Regions from separate parts of the Mus musculus genome. Here region 2 is linked to region 1. The links are chromatin contacts, called in public HiCAR-type maps. All regions are on one chromosome and are shown on one strand. The core of a region is the stretch at or near the end of the contact, and the rest is flanking DNA. Distances in the headings are between cores, read along the strand shown.

Region 1 (5,458 bases), core at 1,263-3,762:
GGAGGCCAGAAAAGAGGTAGTCGATGTGCCCCATCCATGAAAGAACTGTAGTCCTCCCTCATCAATACATGGGGATGGAAGGGACAAAGCCTATACCTAAATAGCTCCCCACACACTTGCACTCAGTTTCACCAGTTTCCTCTGTACCTGCCAGTTGTTTATGGCATATATAATGTGGAAGACATCTGCACCTGCCAGGTGTTTATAGTGTTTATACCATGGAAGACACCTGCACCTGCCAGGTATTTATGGTGTATATAGCATGGAAGACACCTGCACCTGCCAGGAGTTTATGGCATATATAATGTGGAAGACACCTGCACCTGCCAGTTATTTATAGTGTATGTAGCATGGAAGACACCTGCACCTGCCAGGTGTTTATAGTGTATATAGAACATGGAAGACACCTGCACCTGCCAGTTATTTATAGTGTATGTAGCATGGAAGACACCTGCACCTGCCAGGTGTTTATAGTGTATGTAGCATGGAAGACACCTGCACCTGCCAAGTGTTTATGGAATATAGAACATGGAAGACACCTGCACCTGCCAGGTGTCTATGACATATAACATGGAAGATACCTTGTGAATCTTGTCACTTTCTGAACCTTGTGAAGTTCCTTAGCTCCCAGAGGATTGCCAGCCACACTCAGCTGCGGATCCTAAGATTATTGCTATACAATATTTTTTGTTTTCTGCAGTATAGTGGGGCAGGGATGTAGCTGAGTAGTAGAGTTCTCTAGCAGGGGATGTTACAATGTTCCAGGCCTTAGCAACCAGGCAGCAGGACGCTCAGTGGGAGATATTTCCAACAAACTGTCCTCAACTTAACAGGAGCTCTTCCAGAGAGATAGAAACCCAGAGGGGTTTGGGTATGTGGGTGACATGAGGTCTGGGGTCAGGCTAAAATGCATCTGGTTTGGAACAATACTTGAGCATCCTTAGATCTTCCTGGCCAGACAGCCCAGCCTGGAGGATGTGTCAGGTTCAGTGAGAGCATGTCTGGATACAGAGAACAGGAAAAGAGTTGGAGAAAGATGCTGATGTTGAACGGCTACACATCCCTAGGTGTTGTGAAAGCGATTCTCTCTGCCTCCTGCCCCAACACAAGGAGTTAAGATTAGACTGAGAAGCAAGACAAGAAAGAATAAAACTTAGAGAAAACAGGATGGATCTCTCACAGTACCCTGCTGCACGAACTGTAAGCTGTTCTGACCAGTCCCTCCAGAGATAACAGGGGAGACAAAAGTGTTGGAAGTCTTGGTTGTTGCTTGGCTTGGGTTGGGTACAAAGAGTTTAAGGCTACAGATAAAATGAGGTGCAATAGTCACATGACCTCCACCTTCCTCTTAATCAAACTCAAACCCAGACAGCTGGAGGTTAAGACAGTTGGCACTCCTGTCTCCCCCCACCCACCAAGCCTATCAAAGAGTGGGAGCATTTTAACTCTCTGGGGGCTGGCATGGGCTTAGCAAGTAAGGTACAGTGATATTATCTACCTGGGATGCTAGGATTAAAAAACAACAACCAAACAACAACAAAACCCCCCAAAACAAACAAACAAAAAACTCTGCCTCCAAAACAAAAGGAAATCACAAATTAACTGTCGTCCAGATGAGAATGGTCAGGGATTGTCTTCCTCACAGATCTTTGAAAAACTGATGCAGACAAACAACACTTGTGGCTAGCCCCAGCTCCCTAAGGGAATCTGAAAATACAGACACAGGGTGTGTGTGTGGTGGTGGTGGTGTCGGGGGAGGGTAACATAGGGTTGGGCTTGGTGTGTGCTTGTTGGTTTTTGTTTTTGTTTTTGGTTTTTCGAGACAGGGCTGGTGTGTGCTTGTTAAGTAAAAGTAACTTCAGCTGGGAGCATCTCCAGAAAACAGCTCAAGCAAATGTATGGACCTGCGGGAAGCTGTTCTGTATTTCCAGAGGGCAGGCAGGCTTGTCAGCACTGCTGACAGAAACAGAGCAGCCCTCGGGACAGGGAATGACAACCAGCGAGACATGCAAACCTTGACAGACATCGTTGTATTAGGTTTAAAATGATTAAAAAAAAAAAAAAACCTTAATCAGGAATTAATTCCACTTAAAGAAGAAATGACACAGGATTAGAAATAAAATCTGTCAAACTTGTGATGTTTGTTTCAAAACCCACTTCTGTCTTTTAGATTAAAACACGAATCTGTGTTGTAAAGGATTTCTAAAGGTAACAATTCAGACAGCAGACGAGGCACATTCTACAGACTCTACTAGCCTACCCTGGGCTATATCTTTGAAAGTAACACGGAATTAAGTAGAGCACAGGAGGTGATTCCAATTAAGCCACCAAATCAAATTCTTCGTGTCAGCAGTATCCTGGGCAGGGCCTAGAATGTGACAGTCTGAAGACCTGGTAGAGGACCTTTGTTAGTGTTGGCAGACCCAGCCTACCCACTTGCGCGGTGCGCGCCTTGCTGGAGGGGGGGGGGGGGCGCCGGCGTGGCATAGAAGGGGCGGGGTCGGGCTGGGCAGCTTTGAAAAGCGAGACCAGACCGGCTGCCAAGCAGCGCCCCGTCCTCCTGCTTGCAGTATGGCATCCCACACGGCTGATGCTGACGCCAAGCCAGACTCTGACTCTCAGAAGCTGCTTAACGTCCTGCCTGTGTCCCTGAGACTTCGCACTCGGCCCTGGTGGTTCCCAATTCAGGAAGTCAGTAATCCTCTGGTGCTCTACATGGAAGCCTGGGTGGCAGAAAGGGTCATAGGTGAGCTCACCCCAGGGGGGTCTGGGTTAGCTCTCTGTATCCTTTTAGGGGCAGCAAAGGTTTGGGTTAGCTCTCTGTACTCTGCTAGGGGCAGCAAGTCCATGCCCCATCCCTCAGTCTAATCTGCCCTTCAAAGACCGCGCCTTCCCATCTGAAGCCGTTCTAATTGCTTAGAGTCTCTTCCTCACCTGTTTAGGCACAGACCAAGCGGAAATCTCAGAAATAGAGTGGATGTGCCAAGCCCTGCTGACAGTGGACTCCGTCAACTCTGGGAACCTAGCTGAAATCACCATCTTTGGACAACCCAGTGCACAGACGCGAATGAAAAATATTCTCTTGAACATGGCGGCCTGGCACAAAGAAAACGAACTCCAAAGAGGTAAGGGATTTTGACGACCCACCTGGGGAGTAAGCCGCGGGAGAGTCTCAGCTTCTCACAATTTCTTTCAGTTTCCAAACACCAGGAAACTACATTGTCCCTGGGTATCCCTTTCCAAAGCCCTTAAATGGCAGGAAGGTAGGGAAAGACCGACACACCAAGGTCCATTAACCCCCCCTGCTCAGCCATAGGCACCAGTCTTCCCAGATTCCAGGTCCAGAAGCCCTTCTCTTTAAAACTCTGCGCCCCTCCCGCCTGACTGTTGGTGTTGATCCTTTTCCAGCTGTGAAGGTGAAAGAAGTTGAAGAGTTCTTGAAAATTCGTGCCTCCTCAATCCTAAGCAAGTTAAGTAAGAAAGGGCTAAAACTGGCTGGCTTTCCGCTTCCGCTGGAGGGAAGAGAAACACAGATGGAGTCTTAAATCACTACACGTATTTTCTTACCCGCCTTCACGAGCACCTCCTGTTTATTTTTCTTTGCAAATAGCAATTTGTAGAACTATTCCAATATAAAAAATTTTTTTTGGTATGCTGTTGGTTTGATCACATACAGTAAAATTTATAAACACTTGAGTATTCAGTTGATGGTTCGGGGAGTATGTAGGTTGTATTCCTACGGTTTCTAACAACACTTCAGTCTGGCCCTCAAGAATGGCACAGTTGACTTAAAAGTGGGCCCTAACTCCTGTGTCAAGCAAGTTTTTTTTTTTTGTTTGTTTTGTTTTGTTTTTTCGAGACAGGGTTTCTCTGTGCAGCCCTGGCTGCCCGTGAACTCACTTTGTAGACCAGACTGGCCTCGAACTCAGAAATCCGCCTGCCTCTGCCTCCCGAGTGCTGGGATTAAAGACATGCACCACCATGCCTGGCCCAAGCAAATTATTTTAAGTTACCCAGTAGTTTGGGAAAAGGGCATCATTAAAATGTCAGCTCTTGATCCCTTTGTCCTTCCTTATTGAGACAGAATATCTATGTCGCCCCGACCGTCCTGGAGTCTCCTATTTAGACCAGGCTGGCCTTGAACTCCGATCTACCTGCTTCTGCCTCCCAAGTTCTGTGATAAAGGTGTGCTCCACCATTTCTGGCTACCCTTTTGTACTTTTTAACCTACTCCAGTTAAGGCAGTAGTCTCAACCTGGGATCAGAATATAATCCTGTATATCAGATATTTACATTACAATTCAGAAGAGTGGTCGAGTTATGAAGTAGCAAAGAAATGTACGATTGGAAATCAACACAACGCGAAATGTATTAAAGGGCCTAAGCATTAGAAAGATTGGGAACCATTGATTTATAGTGTGCAAGAATTCACTTGGGAGCTGGGCAGTGGTGGTGCAATGCCTTTGATCCCAGCACCTGAGGCAGAGGCAGGTGGATCTCTTGAATTTAAGGCCAGCCAGAATTCTGGAGAATCCTTGTACCAGGAATGGGGTTGGACAGGAGAATTCACTTTGGAAGGGCCTCAAAACAATGTCCTGGGCCCCTTCTCCAGTGATTCCCCGTGAGAGGATACATTAATTTGCAGCTCTAACATGCTCAGGATGCTGAAACATGACTTTGGGGCAATCATTTCTGCTCAAGGTTGCTAAGCTGTTACTATGCTTCCTGTTACCTGGGCCCCACCCCAGGAACTCCGGTTTTCTCACAGAAATTTGTCATACTTTTTTTTTTCTGGTGTGAACTTGATTTAAAAAAAGTCAATACCGTTTAAGCAGATTGATCATCATTAGCAGATTTATGAATAGGTTCATGCATAAAACTTAAAACTTTTTAGTAACTTCTGGACAAAATTCTATGTTTCTACCAGAATTTGTATTTATTAGCCTATACTTGAGCCCCCAAACTCAGGACCACAGGCTATGAGTAGCATATTTTCAGATAAAGCTTTGCTGTTTTTATTTATGTGTAAGGGTGGTTTTGCCTGTATCTATCTGTATGTCTGTATGTGCACCACGTGTGTGTCTGGTGCCTGCAGAGGCCAGAAGAGAGCATCAGATCCCTCCGCAACTATTGTTAGCTTCCATGTGGGTGTTGGGAATCAAACTTGGGTCCTTGGAAGAGCAACCCGATGCTCTTAATCACCAGGCCATGATTCCACTTCACAGATAGAACCGGCCTCTTTTTTTCCTTCCTCCCCCCCCCTCTCTCTGACAAAGGCTGTTTTTGGTTTTTGTCGCTCTCTTCAGAGACCCCAGACGAGGGAGGGCATCAGATCCCATTAACAGATGGTTGTGAACCACTCTGTGGTTGCTGGGAATTGAACTCGTGACCTCAGCTCTTAACCTCTGAGCCATCTCTCCAGCCCCAGAGCCTTTCAAAAGGGGCTAGAGTGGTGGCT
Region 2 (5,458 bases), core at 1,853-4,352, 1.3 Mb before region 1:
CTGCTTGTTGGCATCCGATAACCAGGAGGAACACTAGCACCACTATACCTTTGTCTCCAGACTCTCACACAGAATCCTCAGTGTTCAGTAATGCCTACACTTTCACCCAGGTCTCTCTTTCCTCTCTGCAAGGGTGGGCCAGTTAGAATGTGCGGTGGGAGTAAAAACTGTTTATCCTATCTCTGGGGCCTTAGTTAAGTTGATTTCATGCACTTTTAGTTTTCTAGAAGCTAGTGTTGGTGCTGTGTCCCAGCTTCATCCTAAAATGGATCTTTCCCCCCTGTTTATTTTATTTCCAAAAACTGCCCAGAGCCTCACAGCTCTGGGGCAGGCTTTTCTCTACAGAGTGCCTTAACTTGACGCCAAGTCCTTGTCTGTATTCCCTTTCAATTATCAGTCCGAAAAACCAGGTGGCTGAATGACAGATTTTTTTTTCCTCCAATCGTTCCCAGCTCTCAAAATCCATAATTTTGATTCAGATTTCTAGTCATCCACTAGGTCGCGCTGTGTGACAAGAGATCTGTAGATCTTGAACCCCCGGGAACCCAGGACTCGAAGGGAGAAGAGGTGGGAACAGAAGAGAGGGAGAGAGAGGATAGGCCGATCCTGGGGATATGGCCACAGGAGTAAGACCCACAGGAAGCAACTAGACTCAATAAATACAACCAGCTGTGCTTCAGTCAGCAAAAACCCACCGCTTTACTGCAAACTTAACAGATTCCAAGGGGAGTTAAGAAACAAACGCACCTTTGACAGGCACCAGGTAGGAGGGGGGGTTCTAACATGTTTGTCCCCTTACTGGAGTCAAGCTTACAGGGCCCAGGAGACCAAACAATTCAGACTTTAGGCTGCGAGGATTTGAATTGCCCCATGGCCCCTTGCGAATAAGCGTGCTTGGATACATTTGTGACTGTCTCCTTCACCAGCAAGTCGCCCCCCCCCCCCCCGCCTCCCACCTAGAACCACTAAATCTTGTCCAGGGATTGTTTTTTAGAAGGCGATAAGGGCTTCTGTAGCTGTTGGTTTGCCTCACCCACCTTTCTTGCAGCATATCTTCCCCCCTCCCCCAGCCTCCCCGTTAAAAAGGACTTGAGCAAAAGGAGCCCCTGCCTGGGTGCCTGCCGCTCGCAGCTCTAGGCTGGAGAGGATGTTTGTGTCCAGAAGTCTTTTCCAATCGGTCTTCAGGCTGCAGACTGAGCAAGAGGAAGACAGGGATAGACACTCTCCACTTGTCCAGCTCTCCCTTTCTAGATAGGGAGTGTCATTGTGCTTGTGTGTGTGTGTCCTTCTATGGCTGGTGTAGTCCTTCACCTTCACAGTGGGGTGCTGGAACCATAGCCCTGGTCTGTCTTGTTGCCACCTTCCTTTACGTGTCTGGGGACCATACTGGACGCTTTTCCCTACATGTGCATGTCCTGCTGAAGAGCAGGCTTGGAAGCTGAGTTCCCTTCAGGCATGAAGAGGGGGCTCGCTGCTCCTGGGTGGCTCTGAGCATCACAGGGATGTAAAAGATCAGCTGTGTCGCATACATTGGTGTTTGCATCTTCCAGATGCGTTCACACCCTGGCTGGAGGGTCTAGGCAGACACCAGAACTGTGGAGACATGAGGGAAAAGCCTGCGCATTGTGTGGGCGCTTTGTGCAAGTTGCTCAGCGGCCTTTGAGTGGGCCCTGCGTGCTCCAAGAATGTGCAGAGGTGGTGGCCATTCTCATTTTTCTCGTTTCTTTTCTTCCAGGCTCCTCTCTTGCTCTGGTTAGCTCTGGCCAGAGGCCGCCCGTGCGTGGGGCAAGGCGCAAGGGAACTGGGAAAAAGCGTGCAGAGTTTTGGTCAATTCCAACACTAATGTGCCTAGAGCAGGGAAGTCAAATCTGCAGAGGTAAGATCAAGCATGGAAGAAAGGCTTAAGTCAGGTGTGCTCGCAACTTCTGCTACCAAGGGGCGGTCTACTCCAGGGTCTAGAGCCCTGTCCTGTTTCCAGTACCCACTAGCCCAACCCTGCTGAGGCGACGTCTCTGGGCTTCAAGGGGCGGGAAATTCGCGGAGCGAGTTCTGAGCTCACAAACGCGTGTAGGAATCCGTCTTCGAGCCCTTTCCGGATAACAACGTGTGACTACTGGACACTTCATCCCATGCGTCTTGTACAATTTGGCAACTTCAAGTGCCAGACTCCCACTGCGTCCAAGGGGTGGAGTGCCGGGAACCGGGGAGCTGCAGAAAAGAGCCCGTGTGCTGGCGGAGTATCCGGCTCCTAGTTGGCCTTCTCAGTAGCTCGCGCCTGCGTGCGAGCGTCCCCGAGCGAGCTCCTCTCCGTCCTTTTCACCTCTAGGAATTTTTTAGGGAAGAGCTGCCTGAAGCCCCAACGTGGGCCAGATTTTACTCTTAAACTGACAAGAAATTTCTAAGGAGAATAAAACTTGTTCTTAAGTGTCCCGTTGGGATGCCCCCGCCGCCCCCGCCCCCAGGTACCAATAACTTTCCTCTCCCTCCCTCCAGACTGAATCGAAGCCTCCCATCTCTATCCTGAAAAACTAGGTTAGACAGACAGGCCTGGGAAAGCCATCCTAGCCCTGAGCCGGGAGCAGGCAGGCGGCTGTCGGAGTTTTCAAAGTCGCGCCTTGGAGACTGGGAAAGACAGAGGCCCGCCGCGTGCACAGACAGTTAGTTAATGGAAAGCCTGTAAATCGGTTTTAAGTGCACCCAGGACAGAGGGGGAGGAAGGTGGACGTGGGGACGGTGGCGGCCGGAGATGCAATGGTGAGGGACAAAGGGGATGCCCATCCCGCTGCTCTGAAACGAAGATCCGTTCCCCACTTCTCCATTGTTCTTATTTTAGAAAAATAAACGTATTAAAGAAACTCGTTGGGTTAGGGAAACCCGAGCCCCCTAGCCCGCCCCAAGCGGAGGAGTCCGCGGCCTCCCTTGGCAGGGAACCCGGCTGCGGCTGTCCCCCTCTCTCCCTCCCTCCTCCCCGCCCCCGGAGGGGCATTGCTACTACGGCGATCGCCACCTCACGCCGAAGGAATGCTCGAAGTATGCACACGTTCCCAAAAGTAGACCTCCTTCACCGCCGAGGAGCATACATCACCCGTGGCAGCCTTCCACCTTCTCAGGCGTTTCGTAACCGAGTAAACTGAGAGCCGGGAACAGCCCTCTATTAAGTAGCCCGCGGCGCGGAGTCTCTTCCCAGTCGGCAAAGGCGGCCGCTGCAGACGCGTCCGCCCGCAGCTGCATTCAGTCCCCCTGCCTCCGCTCACTCTGCGCACTAGGCGCTGCTGCTGGGTGCTCCCATCGCCTTTTCCACACCGGCGGCCGCCAGGTGCTCCCGGAGCGCAGCGCCCTCCCAGGCCCGGGGGGTCCCACGCGCAGGCTGCTGGACGCCCGCTCCCTCTGTCACCTCCGGCTCAGGTCAGTCTGGCTTCTGTTCCCCACCCCAACCCCCACCCCTCGCGCCCTTTCCCAAAGATAACTGGGGAAAGTGGCTTCTTGCTTGCACCTTAACCCGGGGCTGGCAGAATGCCCAGCAGGGGCTGCTTGGCTTTGGAAGCGATTGATTAGTGTGCCCGAGATAGATCTGTGGCACAGGAGTTTGGCGGTTTCTTTGGAGTTTTGGAGGGAGAAGGAAAGGTGGCTTGCTTGTGTGCCAAGTGGGACTCAGTGTATCCATCTGTAGGGCAATGTCCTCTATAGTCTCTGTCGCTTTCAGTGAAGTGCACGGGCTGCATAGGTCGCTCTTTATAATCTGGTGGCTTTGCCAGGGACTCCAGGCTTGCAGCAGGGACTCAAGGCATTGCCAGAAAACGAAGTGAAGTACTGTACGCTCCGCGAAGAATTCCATGGAGGGCCAGTGGAAAGCGCTCCAGCTTGGGGAGACTAGGCGCTAGTGGCATCTCCAGATGCTCGGGGGAGCTGCCCTGGCTCCATCCTCCACTGCTTTCAAAGTGCTGCTGGGTTAGGCCAGCTCTCGCAGCTTCTGAGACTTCCTTTTTGGGTTCCTCCTGAATGCACTGGGATTAAGTTTTACCCAGGGTCAGTCAATGGGACCTTTGAGGAGGGTTCTCCTCCAGTCTTTGAGTGCACAGATCAGAGTGCGTGGAGTCAGTGCATTTGAGAGCAGTTGACAAATGGGACCTGCATCTGGCTTCCTCAGCCACCATCCCCTGACCAATTCAGATCTTTGGCATACACCTCCTCTCAGCTCCAAGGTTAGGGTCTTCTAAAGAATACTGGGGTAGGATTGGGGGAGGGGGGCGAAGAAACAAGTCTAAGCTCGTCCTTGGCTAGGTAGCCTTTATAGAAGACGTAGGTGACGCCTGGACTCTAGATGGGCCCACGAAACATTTGTGTGCCTGTGTGTGCGTTTGAAAAAAAAAGTTAAATTGAGAGAGTTAAGAAGTTGGCTCCTTCCAGCAAGGGGTGGGGGAGGGGCAAGTTGTCCGAAAGAGACCAGTTCCCATAGTGCCCCCACTCCGGGCAGTTGATTCATTTTCATTCATGAGGGGAAGTGAGGGAAATCCTACTGCCACGTAAGGGCTACCGCTTTCAGACATCTATGTCTGAGAATGCTCAATGAAGTGTTGCTAAGCACTCCGATAAATGTTTTGGCTAAGAAGGAGAGAGAAGTTTTTCTTTAAAACGTATACGAACGGAATTCTTGGCTGGCTGAGATGGCTGAGTTATTCATCAGATACCCCAAAGAGAAGTGATTCATTCTTGATGCTGAGACAGGAAGCCGATAGGTGGCGCACTAGACTAAGACTAGACTAACTCAAGTTTTTTGTTCACCCTTTTAACACCCCCCCCCCCCCCAAATACTGCACACCGATTTTTGTGGGTAGGTTACCACTCTTTAACTTTTCGTGAGCACAACTGCGGACTGCATTCTAAATTATCATATCAGCGTTATGGCCGGGTGACGACAACAATGAAGCATTTATGCTTTTTTAATCTTTACAAATTTTGACTAATGTAGGAAAGGGTTTGTTGTTAATTAGGGGGAGAAGACATTACTAAAACCCCTTAGATCCCAGAGCTGCGCCAAAATTTTAATATTGGCTTCATAAAAAGGAGCTCTGGGCAATTTGGCTTGCCTGCTCATCAGACATGTAAAATGCAATTTACACTCGGATGAGGAAAGCTGCCCTAACCCTCGTGCCAATGATTTGGAAAGGCAGGGTTGGAGACTGTCAGTTCCTTTTTTCTCAAGGAGAGCCCAACCTTTGGCTTATTTTTGAATTCCCAAACACAAATGGGGGAGTGCTCCCCGCTATTTGTCATGAGGCCTATGGTGTAGCCTTAAAGTTATGTGTGCACTTCTGAATCTCCTCGTTCTGTTTTTTGCATTTGGCCACAGACACCTTCCCAGTCCAGCTAATTGCTGGTAACTTTTGTTCCTGGATTGGATCATAGAATATACTAGGGCAGTCCTTTCTGCTGCTAAAACAGCTACTGTGTGTTGAGA

Evidence for each region. HiCAR-type assays count read pairs that join an accessible place to other places.
Region 2: a HiCAR-type map of astrocytes shows a contact between it and region 1, with 5 times the contacts expected there. The contact joins the promoter of Col12a1 here to the promoter of Ooep in region 1. A contact is called at or near these places in 3 of 39 promoter capture datasets (hippocampal neurons, liver and pre-B cells) and 1 of 115 datasets of contacts at active chromatin or transcription factors (astrocytes).

What each region holds. Positions count from the first base shown.
Region 1 is chr9:78,375,642-78,381,099 of GRCm38.p6, reverse strand. It overlaps Ooep (oocyte expressed protein), which reads left to right and starts at 2,512. Exons shown (of 3, transcript NM_026480.3): 1 at 2,512-2,746; 2 at 2,943-3,125; 3 at 3,409-4,197. The coding sequence starts at 2,572. The coding sequence ends at 3,545. RefSeq lists cis regulatory regions at 4,621-5,458, 4,621-5,458.
Region 2 is chr9:79,716,366-79,721,823 of GRCm38.p6, reverse strand. It overlaps Col12a1 (collagen, type XII, alpha 1), which reads left to right and starts at 3,102. Exons shown (of 66, transcript NM_001290308.1): 1 at 3,102-3,405.